Linked DNA regions of Sus scrofa: regions 1 and 2 are each linked to region 3. A link is a contact called in public Hi-C data. All regions are on one chromosome and are shown on one strand. Each heading gives the region's core, a stretch centred on a gene start, on an enhancer-like site or on the middle of the called end of the contact. The rest is flanking DNA. Distances are from core to core; before and after follow the strand shown.

Region 1 (4,374 bases), core at 1,208-3,707, 71 kb after region 3:
AGAAAAACCTACCACCAAAAAAGAATCTGTTTTCGCCTCCCATAAAAAATCAGCTTGAAAAAATTGCAGCAAAACGCATCTAGGTAGTAACTAGTTCATCACGAGGTGTTTCACTGAATTCAACTATTTTTTTCCCAAGCTTATGCATGTATGTAGATTTAGCCCTCCCAAGCTAAATCTAGATCCTTTTAGATTTACAGTAAAATTTCTATCCCTAAGTATTTCCAAAAACTAAACAGTTAAGACATGGTTCAAATGGCCTGAATTTGATCCTTGGAATCTCCCTAAAAGTGTTTTCCCTAGGGCAGAAATTCCCTGAAAAAAAAGAACAAAAGAAATGAAGTCAAACTCTACTTTGGAATTTTTGTATGGGTAAGGACAGGGAGCTATTAATCACAGAAAAATGTGTCTTAAAGTTGAACTTTCTAAAGCAGCACTGCCTGGTACATGTACATTTAAAATACAGACAGCAAGCAAGCCTTTGACAGTGGAATGAGTGATTTGGAACCTTCACATTAGTCATTTTATTTGATTTTGGAAGGGACCAGCTGTAAGAGGCACATCACAGTTACTGCCTTACGTTCTGAACAGGTGACACTGGATCTGTCTCAAGCAAACATGACACAGGAGCCAACACCCCGGAACTACTGGAGCTAAGAATTCTTTCCGGCAAGAAAAATCACATGCCCATCTCCGTGTGTTGACACAAAGGGAAACCACGACTGCATTTATAAAACCGTGTACGAAATAAGACCTAATCTGGGGTAAAATATCGAGCTAGCGTGCAAATGTCTATGCAGGCCAAAGAAGTCTAGAAAAATAGATACACTAAAATGCTATCAGTGCTGAATTGTAAGAGCGTGAATGATCCTTGTTTTCCTCTTGTATCTGAGTATGGTTTCTGAATTTTTCTAATAGGACTTTTTAAAAACTTTTTCAAAGACATCCATAAACATACCTTTTCTCTTTCCCGCTGGAATTCCCTTTCTCTTTAGAGTCTGAACACTCTATAAGGGCAACACTTAATATCATCCCTTCCACTATTTGTGGCTAAGTGGAAAGAATTCAGACTCTTAAGGAGAAACAACAACAGCAACATCGGGGTGACATGGTGTCTAATGGTGACTAGGATCGATTAGAAAAAACTAAAATTCCATTTTTGCCCCCAAAAGAATTTTTAAAGGCCCTTTAAGGTTTAAATAGCAATCTGGCTATACATGAAATTGTTGTATTTACAGTATCTGTTATCTTTGGTAGTTATAAACATAACTCGATTTTTGTCCACCAGAAAGGAAAGCATGCAGGGTTCTCTGCTTAATTCACATAACCAAACGCCTTGAAGTCTCCTAGAACTGATAATGTTTATCAGAGGCCCTCTAATAGGAATGAGGGGAAGTTTATGCATGTAACAGGCATATGTTCTCATACTGGGAAGAATTTCCAGTGGGTTGGGTATTTTTTTTTTTTCCATTGTGGAATAGAGCGATTTCTGGCAACAGCAAAACTTCAATATGCATTGACCTTGGTGGTGCAAGAGCCATGGGATCCTGGCAGTCACAAGAGAAAAATACACTCTTTGCAGGCCGTCGACTGCTTCTTCTCTGGGCGTGGGACACCCGCATCAGGCACCCAGCTGCCCGAGGGATGGGGGTGCACAAAGCAGGGGGACAGGGAAACCACCACATAACCAACCAGAGTTAACTGGACCATGTCCCAGACACTGAAAAAGTCACTGGATGCAGAAAATCACAATGTGGGGATTGAGAAGACGGGTTCTAGGGAAGTGAGTCAACAGGTATGTGCCTAGAAATCACCCCAAGAGCCAGAGTGTGCCTAAGGGTGTGCCTTGGTCACAAGTGCACAGGTGTGGCTGACACTGCTGGTCTGTGGGTCACACTCTGAGAATAAAGAGGCAGATGCCCTGGCCTCAAGCACTATTTCCACCGTTTATGGACAGCAGGTCAGTAAACGAGCCAAGAAGCTAATGCCTCCCCAGCTCAGTCAAATCTGTAAAATGGGTTAATAAGAGCCCCTGCCTGGCAGAGCTGTTGTCAACCAGGAGCATCTTCTAAAGCTTATGGCAAAACATTCGATCAACGTGAGCTCTTGTTATTAGGACAGTGTATCTAAATTTCCTGATTTCACGTTGAGGAAACTAAGGCCCCAAGCGATTGAGTGATGCTCGCACCGTCCCAGAGCCAATGACCACTGAGACAACGATGTGGCTTCCAGGCTCTCTCACGACACCAGACGGAGTGTGACCTGGGGCTTGGTGCAGAGGGTGAATGTTTTCGGCCAGTTTCAAAACCCGTGATCTTCGTGGTGGAAATAAATACAAAAACAAGCCTCCAAAGGACACAAGCATCTAATAGACTAACAACCACCACCTAGCAACACTTCTGCCGAACTGAAAGAGAACACGCTGTCCTGGGTTATCAAAACGGGAAACCAAGGTCGTGCTCAATGAGGAAACGGTTGCAGTCCTAATAGCGGAGGTGCTGGCATTGCCCTCTTTCTGGAGAAGAGGAGGAGTCTGGCTGACATTAACACACATCCCTGGGGAGGTCCCGTCGTGGCTCTGCAGTTAACAAACCCGACTGGTATCCATGAGGACAGGGCTTCGATCTCTGACCTCGCTCAGTGGGTTGAGGATCCGGTGTGGCTGTGAGCTGGGGTGCGGGTCACAGACACGGCTCGGATCCCACGTGGCTGTGGCTCTGGCTCTGGCCTAGGCTGGTGGCTGCAGCTCCGATTTGACCCCTAGCCTGGGAATTTCCATATGCTGCGTGTGCGGCCCCTAAAAAGGAAAAAAAAAGAAACAACACCGTTGACCCCCAGGCACATGTAAGGGGCAATTACGGTCACACTAGGCCTCCAATAGGACACCTGGGGTAACAGAAAGTGGTTGCCAGGGCATGGCCTGCCTTGCGCCTGCCCAGAAAGAAAGAATTCCTTAACTTTGGCTTTAATAAAGTGCACGATTGTGCATTTTTTAAAAGAACAGAACAAAGCTCCTTCTCCCAGCCAGTAGAATGTGATGTGCTTTTCAATAAAGCTGCTGAGACAAGCAAGAAAGTCTCGCCTGATTGTAAGACTAGGTCTGCTCTGAAAAACAAGAAACATGACGCTCCTTCTGCTTGGAGAAATTGGGACACAAGAGGGAAACGGAGATCCTTAAAACATTTCCAAGGAAGATCTGAAAGGAATACTTTAAGATTCGAAGGTTTCCAGTAATCGTTACATGATGTCAGAAAATTGCTTTGACGTTTACCGAATTGACAGTGTACTCCGTAAAGTTGTTATTATGATTAATTTGATTAACACAGACCCTGGCCCACAGTAAGTGCTCTGCAAGTATTTACTACCACAATTAGGAATTACTGCGAAAATTTGGTATTGTCGTAAAGCCACGGGGTTTACAGACTGGTTCAGATCTCTGTGACTCCCATGACTGTGGAGGTAAAGAAATTTGCTCCCCTAATAGGATAACATAGAGAATGAGTAGAAAATAATTTTTTTTTTTTTTTTTTTTTTTTTTTTAGGGCCGCACCCATGGCATAAGGAAATTCCCAGGCTAGGGGTGGCATCGGAGCTACCGCTGCTGGCCTACGCCAGAGCCACAGCAACGCCAGATCCGAGCCACCTCTGTGACCTACACCACAGCTCACAGCAAGGCTGGATCCTTAACCCACGGAGGAAGGTCAGGGGTCGCGCCCCCATCCTCATGGGTACTAGTCGGGCTCATAACCCTCTGATTCACAAGGGGAACTCCTGGCCAGGGTTTTTGACCTCTGTAATCAATAGAAATGGATGAAGAGGTCAGACAGGAAAATTCAGGCAAGGCTTTATTCAGGGCCCCTGCTGCGGGGGCGGGGGGGGGGGGGGGGGGGGGCAAAACAAACAACAGTTCTCCTTGCTTGTTTGGACTTCGGTCACTGGGAAGGGGACAAGCTTGTTCCTTTTATGGTGCAGAGGGCATACTTAGTACCCTGCTTTTGCTTCCAAAACCCTGCTTTTTCTCTAGGCTCTTCAGAAGTGGCAGTTGAATTTTTTTCTTTGTTTTTTGTACTTCTTTCCCATAATTTGCTCCAACTGCTCATGTAAGCAGTGATTTTTAGTCCCTGATAGTTTCTTTGTATTTTGTTGTTTGAGAGGTATTTGTCCAGGTGCAAGCATTGTGGCCACCGCAGCAAAATAACCCAGGTCCCAGGTCCCAGGTCCCAGCCTGTCTCTCTACTGACCCCAAACACACTTGTTCATGGCCCATAACAGCCCAGGACTTCCTGCAAGGGGTGACTGTGAAATTGAAGCATTAGGCAGGATGGTGGCTAAATGTTTTGCTGGATCTTAACTTAGGTAACACAATTTCAACAA
Region 2 (4,466 bases), core at 691-3,190, 84 kb before region 3:
TTTTGCCATTTCCAAGCAGGTGCTGTTTCAATGACCAGGTGAAAAATGAAAGGATCAATTGATTAGTGGGATCAACTGAAAAACACATAGAGAAACATGGTATTTTTGCTGGAGGAATATTTGGGACAATTGTGTCTTATTGAAATAAGGGCAGCAGCATATAGAAATAAAAATCAGGGATAATGGAGTAGGTACAGCCTTTTGTAATGGACTAGCAGGAAGTCTTAACCTTTCTGTCCCAAAGATTCTTTGACATCTGGGGAAGCCTATGGATCTTGTCTTAGAGAAGCTTTTTTTTTTTTTTGTCTTTTTAGGGCTGCACCCATGGTATATAGAAGTGACCAGGCTAGGGGTCGAATCAGATCTGAACAGCCACAGCCACAGCAACACAGGATCCTTAACCCACTGAGCAAGGCCAGGGATGTAACCCGCATCCCATGGATACTAGTCATGTTTGTTATTGCTGAGCCATGACAGGACCTCCCAGAAAAGCTTTTTTAAAAAACGTAAAATAAAATGCATAAGATTACAAATAAAACTAAATACCTTAAACTAATATGTTCAAACAATTTATTGAACAATATGTTCAAACAATTTATTATTAAGATTTAGCAGTAGGTTTGATAACTACTATAATTTCATAAAAGCGATGAGTATAAATGATATTTTGAGAACTGTGACAACTGTAATATGATATGAAAATATATTTTTGACAGTCACAGGTACTGCTAATCTTTTGTGGGTTTTGCCTACATTCATAGGTGTTGAAAATGCTAAATTTCGGGCCAGTAAAATTAAAGCTGTACTTTTTTCTCCTTTCTAAATACATAGGCCCCTTAAATTCTATTCATGAACCACTTGAAGGGTCTATGAACCCAAGGTTAAGACCTGCCAGATGACGGGGAAGTGAGGCTGGTGGAAATTAAGGAATTGGGAAGGAAGAGGGAGCAAAGGAAGGTTCTTGACAGGTGGTCTTTTCTCTCTCTTCCTTCCGAAAGCTCAGAGTGTTCACTTCCTCGCCTCTCATTCATTCCTTACCACTTATGGTGGTAGGTCTGTACCCCTGTCACTCCAGGAAACCATCCTTCCCCCGGTCGAGCCTGGTGACCAGGCAGGACATTGTCCAATGAGGGGACCTCTGTCCTTACCTTATTTGATTCCTCTTTGGCTTTTGTGCTATGACTCCTCTCTTTTAAAACGTCTTTCCGGAGTTCCCGTCGTGGCTCAGGGGTTAACAAATCCGACTAGGAACCATGAGGTTGTGGGTTCGATCCCTGCCCTTGCTCAGTGGGTTAAGGATCAGGCGTTGCCGTGAGCTGTGGTGTAGGTCGCAGACGCGGCTCGGATCCCGCATTGCTGTGGCTGTGGCTGTGGCCAATGGCTACAGCTCTGATTTGACCCCTAGCCTGGGAACCTCCATGGGCTGCGGGAGCAGCCCAAGAAATGGCAAAAAGAAAAAAAAAAAAGAAAAAAAAAACTTCTTTCCTCCCTTGGCCTCTTTCTCTTTGGCTTCTTTTGAGCCTCCCTTCCTATTTCCTCTTCTGCCTGCGGATGGGTCCCTGGAGTTCTACTTCCCCGATACTTCTCTCCTCACCCTGTGTACTTTCTCTGGTTAATCTCATCAATCTCATCTATTATCTCTAGCCCAGCTAGGTCCCTATATTTAACCATCTACACCACAACTCTTCATAAACATACCAGGAATCCCTCAAATTCAATATATCCCAAATTAAATCTAACCTCTTCCCCCTCTGCTGCTTCTCTTGTATTCCCCATCTGAATGACACCACAATCCAAAGTTTCCCACATCAAAATTCTGGAAGCTCTTTTTGATTTCTTCGTCTTCCCTTTTGCCCCCAAACACAAAAATAACTGCCAAAGCTCTGGGAGTCATCAGGCTGGAGGCCATCCCAGGAATGGAATTGTTCATAAAACTCTGCCTTGTTCTTCCCAGCAGCAGTGCTTTCCTACTCTTCTCAAACCAAAGGGACTGTGCCGGGAAGGGTATCTCCCACCACCCCTCAACCCATGATAGACTTTTAGAAAATAAAACGTTAAGACTAGCCGCTAACAGGCATGCTCATGGTCTTACTATGGAACACTAAAGAGCCAGCCAGGAAAGAGTAGAGCATCGTTGACGTTATAAAGAGAGGATTTAAAACACCGAGGTTATATGTCATCTTTAAGGAAGAGTTTTTTTTAAAAGGAGAGATTCTTTTTCTATTATTAGTCCTGAAACTTTTTCTCTTCGGTTCAAAAATCATTCCTTAAAGAAGTCTGCAGGTGAAAATATAAGGTCACATATATTTTAAAGTCAAATCAGTGAGCTCTCTCTCCACTAGAGGTCTCTTATTTGAAAAGGTTTTTGACTATAATCAAAAGTTCTTAGGGGAGTTCCCGTCATGGCATAACGGAAATGAATCCGACTAGGAACCATGAGGTTGCGGGTTCGATCCCCGGCCTCAGTGGGTTAAGGATCTGGCGTTGCTGTGATCTGTCGTCTAGTTCTCAGACATGGCTCTGATCTGATGCTGCTGTGGCTCTGGTGTAGGCTGGCAGCTGTAACTCCAATTGGAGCCCTAGCCTGGGAACCTCCATATGCCGCAATGTGGCTCTAAAAAGTGGGGGGGGGGGGGAGTTCTTAGAATGGGAGAAACCAGATATTTCTTTGTGTTGGCACTCCACTCACCAAATCATTCAAAACCTTCAGCTGGAGAGGGATTTCTTTTGGTTTTGTTTCTGTCCCTGAAAGAAGTGGTAGAAGAGGAGTCAGTATAAAGCTATGTCAGTGTGGTTCCAAGAGGGGAGAAAAAAAAAATTTGACCATTCGTTTCAGGCGAGGCAACTACCAGGTTTAGAGGAGATTAAGCTGTTACCCTCTAAGGAATATCCAGTCAAAGATGTGGGAGTGGGGATTGTCAGGCAATACCAGCTGTGTTTGAATTTTCAATGTAAATGGTGAAGAATGGACTCAATTATGCAAACAGACTGAAAATCTAGACATACATCCTCTGATATGCAATTAGAGATATTTCATAGATCACGAGCATTATATGTGTACAAAAGTTAACATTAGGCTGCGGCAGCGGCAGAGTAACCATTAAATACCAAGGCTCTATTGGGGAAATGCACGGCAAACGGACTGTACCTGGCTGTCATCTTACGGCCCCAGCAGAGCAAAATGTAATCATGTCACATTAATTCTGTTACACAGTGTGGTATTTTTTTTTATACTAACCATTTCTTAGGGAAAGCAGGTCCTCTGGGATGCGCCTCTCGCCAGCCCGTCACAGGCTCTGCGTGTCACACGCAGCCAGTGTGGACTGAGAAGAATTGCTTTGTAGATATATCTTCAGTAAAGAAACAAAATTTCGTTTCACATTAAAAAAATAATAATAATAACTGCCAAATTTCCAGGGTATTTATAAGATCGCTCAAGCTTGCCCCTTTTTGCCAGTCCTACTATTAGTGTCTTAGATATACATACATTTATACATATATATGTATGTATGTATATATATTTGTCTTTTTCTTTTAGGGCTGCACCTACGGCGTAGGGAACTTCCCAGGTTAGGGGTCCAATTGGAGCGCTAGCCACCAGCCTATGTCACAGCCACAGCAACGTGGGATCCAAGCCAGTCTGAGACCTACCCCAGCGCTCACTGCCAGGGATCGAACTAGTCGGGTTACTGCCGAGCCCCGACAGGAACTCCCTACGGCCTTACATATTTTAATAGCTCCCAACCATTCGTTGCTTATAATGTGTTAGGTACTAGGCCAGTTGTCTTATACACACGATTTGATTTAATCCTCATATCACCCCGCAGGGTAAGAATTACTACGTCAAACATTACAAATGAGGAAATAGAAGCAAAGGAGGAGGAAGAACTTGCTGACGGTCACCCGGCTTTTAAAGGCAGAGCCAGGATCGTCTGTGGGACTCCAAAGCCGTATGCCTTCGTGTTGCTCCGTGGGTCTCTGGGATTGGCCGCCTAAACGCTAATCATTATGGTTCCGCCAGAGCTCTCTCTCTGCAAGGCGAATCTATCACCTTTTCAGCTGGCCTGTGCTTCCTAGTGTTCCTGAGACCCTCCCCGCGGAGCTCGCCCTCCTCAGCTGGACTCCAAGAGCTCACCCTGCTTGCACCCACACTCAGATTCTTTCCTTCCCATGCGCACACTTCGCGCCCCCATGGCACAGGACCGGTTTGTCCTAACAAAGTACCACACAAGCAGGGTGGCTTGAACAACGTATATTTATCACCGTTCCAGAGGCTGGAGACCGGAGATCGAGGTGTTGGCAGAGCTCTTTGTTCTGAAGCCTCTCTCCTTGGCTTGCAGGTGGCCGTCTTCTCCCTGATCTTCCCTAGGGGTCTCCCCCCCCCACCCCCGGGGGGGGGGGCAAATTGTCTCCTTTCCTGTAAGGACATCAGTCAGATTGGATTGAAGCCCACCCTACTGGCCCAA
Region 3 (4,232 bases), core at 103-2,602:
GGATATTAGTCAGATTTGTTTCCACTGCACCACCAGGGGAGCTCTAGAAAAAATTTTGATAAAATAAAAAGAACCTTGAAGAACGTCATTTTATGGCTAAGAAAACTGAAGCCCAGGGAGGTTGAGTCTTACAGTTGGCCACCATGTTTATGGCAGAGTTGGAAACAGAAGCCAAGATTTGGGTTTCTGGTCTAGTGCAAGATTCACTCGCTTTCTCGGTGCACTTTGTCCTCTAACCAAGAATCTGGACATGAATACCATACTTAATTGTTATTCTTTTAAAACCTTACTTTAAAAAAAAAAAAAAAAACGTATTTTAAAGCAAAATGGGGAGAAAATCAAATAATCTCTAAAGTACTCACAGTAGATCTCCACTTGGATTCCTCTTTCCCCTTTCAATTCCCGCAGGAGACTGTGCACAGATAGGAGTGTTCATTCTCAAAACTAACGGGATTCATGACCAGCGTGGATCTGGTCCCGTTAGTTTTCACTTTTCCATTCAGAGGACTGTCTATCTGAGTTCTCCAAGAGAAAGACAGGGAGGACTCGCAGTCCGGTGCGCTGCAAGTCAGGGAAGCGGAGTCACCAATCTGCGCAATCATTTTGTCTTCAGGGAAGATCTCGACTTTAACATTTTGAGCTGCAGAGGCAAAAAGAGAAACCCAAACGTACCACGGGTTTGTTTACGGTCCTATTGCTTCTTCTCTGTTCCAGTAGAACACTCAAAATACAACCTGGCTGATCGCCTTCCTAAAACTGCTTTGGACCAACACAAGGCAGCATTGGAGCTGCTGCCAAAAGAAGGTGTTGAAATCACCTTCACTTAAGAGAACTCTCACTTCTGACCTCGATACCCATTGCTCAGAGTTGTTTTGTCACTAGCCAAGTCCAATGTCATTATCGAGTACAGGAAACTAAAGAGATAGACCTTCCTAGAGATGGACTCCAATTACTCACTCATTTGACATGGAAAAAAAAAGGTTACAAAAAGCATCAACTTTGCAGCTTCAACTATGACAGTGAACCAGTAGATAGCAATACTCAGTGGCACAGTGAAAGTTAGGTTAAATTAAGTCCTCTTGCTCTTTAAAAACCCTAGTGCCTTTCTTCACCACCATAGCAAAACTGACCGAAGCCAAAATCAGGGCTAAAATGCAATGCTAGCATTTGGAACAGATCAAGGAGAACTTACAAACGGCAAACACCATCCAAAGTATATTTGAGGCTCCAAAGATCACGACGATATTCCTCGGCATTTTAAGTTGCTGTGTGACGAGGAAACAATGGTTCCAAAACCCTTCTTTGTGTCCTCCCTGAAAGTGCTCAGGAAGAGTCTTGAGCTCCAAAAGCCAGTGAGGTTCAGTGAGGAATGAAATAGAAAGTCTGCTCTTTATAAAGGGTCTTGTTGCAGAAGCGCAGAGGCGGAGGGAAATCCCTTCAAGGGGAAACCCGGACAGAGCCAGAAAAAAAGTTTAACTGACAGCCAGCCAAGGCCAGTATTAACCCCTTCCTTTGCTCTCAGTACTGAAACTCCTGTCTCTGTCCCAGAAAAAGAAAAAACACTCCCAAGTCTATAAAATTCAATCTTTTCCTGATTTTCCTTCCCAAAGCATATCTTTGCAAGAAAGATATGAAGTAATGCTTGCTGCAGAATGAGGCTTTCTGAATCCAATGAGGGGAAAGAGAGAGAAAGAAATAGAAACTTACACTCGAGTGTTGGAAGAGGCTGAACAGTACCATATCATTTGAATGATTGTTCTCCATTATGAAGATATATTTGCAATCCTACAACAGAGATTAAATGTTCTCTTGCAAGAAAAGGGAAGAGATCCCTTCTTTTGATGAGTTGTTTTTTTGTTTTTTGTTTTTTTTTTTTCTAAGGGAGACAGCATGGCTTTTTACTTTTAATTCACAAAAATCGTTCTTTTGACAACAAATACCAACTTTCTGAAATGATGATCTTGAGCAGAGGAAGGAAGTAAAGAAATGCTACCAAAACAAGAGAGGTCATTTTTCTCTTTTGTTTTAGAAAAGTTACCGATTCTTTGATTCAGTGGCTAGCTAGGTAATTGGAAGTCTTTTGCAGACTTAGATTCAAATATATGGAATTCATCTCAGGTGGTAAATCTCTTGGACTCTGTGAGACTTACTCACAAACACAGTTAAAATACGAACAATACTTTGGGTTTGGTATGGGGGGATGCTGACAACAACTGCATGCTCTTTTTCCCCTCCTAGGAAATGACTTTTAAAAGGTATTTTTAAATGGCTGTTTTCGCCTTGTGCACACATGCTCAAGTCTTTGCAAAATGCTTGGCCATCAAATAGAAACCGGAATAGCCACTTCCTTATAGTCTACATGTGCAGTTCTTCCTCCCCCATTGGATCATCCATTCCTGTCATGGTCCCAGACAAGTTCCTGTTCCTCATTGTATCCGCCTCTGCCTTCTCAATATGTAATGCATGGTTTTACACTTCGCGGAGGCACAGGTTCAATCCTTGGCCCAGGAACTTCTGCATGCCATGGGCACAGCCAAAAAGAATTTTAAAGAGGTATTGATAAGCTCCAAGTGCACTCACAGCTTTCTACCTTCTCATCATCTGAGGCCATGGTCTCCAAGACCATATTGGGATGTTGGGAACAGAAGTGTCTGATTCAAGGTTATAGTCCTTGTGAGAGAGACTGACAAAGCAGAGGGTGTCCAGAAGATAATGATGAGGATGGTAGATGACTCCAAACCCCCTGATCTGGTAGGAGCTGCGGAAAGAATGGGATGTTGAATTTGGATAAGGAGCATCCATGAAGCCCTGTGATCATTGAATGATGGACGTGCCTAGGAAGGATATACTTGCTGCTCTGTATTATACCAATGGTTAAAAGTAGGGCTTATTGATAGGTAGTTACTAGATTATTAGCTCTATGAAGGCCAGGAGCATGTGTGTCCTGTTCACCACTATAGCCTCAGCACTTAATGTAGAGACCAGTAGATAGTAAGGGTTCAAAAAGTCAACACTGAATGAACAAATACCAATCTGAAAAATAGTGTGACTCATATCCCAATCGTCCTGAATTCAAATCCAGCTACTCTGCCTAGGAATCACGCAACCTTTCCCAGGTATAGATAGCCTCTCTGGGCTTGCTTATACACGCTCACATAGGGGTAACAGTATCATTTCAAGTGATTCACATGATTTTTATGACTCTCAAATCAAAAGCGATTGTGTGAAATCTCTTTAAATATAGCAATGTGCTGTAGAAATGGCATGTAATGCTATTAAGATACAACTCTATTAAGTTCATTGTGAAGAAGGGCATTCCAGTTATTAAAATCATTTCAGTGATGGAATGGGTCCCCTTATGAATTTACCAGCACCTAGTCACTGGATGTTCTTGAGCAAAGTTGGAGGAAACTTCCTAAAAATGTTGTAGAGGTCAAGTTGAGAGATCCAACTGGATGTCTGCTCAGGTGCCCTCCAATGTGAAGCCTTAGTTATTGTGTTATCCATCCTTTCTAGCCTAACTCCACCAATCCCCTCACTGTCACCTTCGAAATTCTGAGCATCTCCTGATCCTGCTCTGGTTGGACCCTGAGAGGTCTCAGGCATACTTCTTTCAGCTTATTTAAAAACCACCAAGTTTGTAGCAACTTTAACTCTTTTAGGACTTCCAAGGAAACAATGTATTACGGGCCTCCCTGGAGTAACACTTTCTACCTTTTTCTTGAGTGTGTTAACACCTCTAAGACAAGTGACATCCCCAGTGGTAAGAGGGGCTCATTATGGCAGCCCTTCTCAGCAAAGTGAGAGGAAGAGACATTCTTTTTATGGAGGTTATGTCAGAATGGGGTAGGGAAAGTGACAGACCCCCCTTTGGTAGATTCTACAATGTCAGTTCACCCCCACTTTGAGAATGACTGCTCCGGATAGATCCCAAAAAGTCTATGAATATGACTCCATTACACTCTATGTAAGAGAAATCTTTCTATTGTGACTTAACTGATAGGAGATTCAAGGGTAAGCAGTTCAAGGTTGGTTCAGCTACTTGACGCAAACATGGAGAACAAGATTGATTCCAGTTTCGCATTTGTCATCCACATGGCATGTTGCTCACTCTCCTGATCCAAAGATGGCTACTTTATCTCCAAACATTACTCTGCATTTTGGGAAAGAAAAAAAAAAAAAAAAACAGAAAAGCAAAGAGCATAATGACAAAGCCATTGGAGATTGTCTCC

The links. Hi-C and Micro-C count contacts between places; a contact is called where the count stands out from the background.
Region 1: a contact with region 3 is called in a Hi-C map of liver, with 10 times the contacts expected there. The contact joins the enhancer-like site here to the promoter of VCAM1 in region 3. A contact is called at or near these places in 1 of 5 promoter capture datasets (liver), 9 of 47 Hi-C or Micro-C datasets (brain, fetal heart ventricle, liver and 3 more) and 1 of 2 datasets of contacts at active chromatin or transcription factors (skeletal muscle).
Region 2: a contact with region 3 is called in a Hi-C map of retroperitoneal adipose tissue, with 2.1 times the contacts expected there. The contact joins the enhancer-like site here to the promoter of VCAM1 in region 3. A contact is called at or near these places in 9 of 47 Hi-C or Micro-C datasets (alveolar macrophages, fetal heart ventricle, fibroblasts and 6 more) and 1 of 2 datasets of contacts at active chromatin or transcription factors (skeletal muscle).

Annotation. Positions count from the first base shown.
Region 1 is chr4:117,580,219-117,584,592 of Sscrofa11.1, forward strand. No RefSeq gene overlaps it. Among named protein-coding and RNA genes, the nearest start is that of GPR88, 41 kb to the right of the region's middle. Within about 2 kb of position 2,458, at least 4 of the 83 cell types and tissues checked have an H3K27ac peak or open chromatin away from gene starts, as enhancers often do. A contact at or near this core is called in liver, where this site is marked.
Region 2 is chr4:117,425,166-117,429,631 of Sscrofa11.1, forward strand. No RefSeq gene overlaps it. Among named protein-coding and RNA genes, the nearest start is that of EXTL2, 30 kb to the left of the region's middle. Within about 2 kb of position 1,941, at least 2 of the 83 cell types and tissues checked have an H3K27ac peak or open chromatin away from gene starts, as enhancers often do. A contact at or near this core is called in retroperitoneal adipose tissue, where this site is marked.
Region 3 is chr4:117,509,859-117,514,090 of Sscrofa11.1, forward strand. VCAM1 (vascular cell adhesion molecule 1) reads right to left here and starts at 1,353. Exons shown (of 8, transcript NM_213891.1): 1 at 1,193-1,353; 2 at 400-640; 3 at 363-397. The coding sequence starts at 1,256.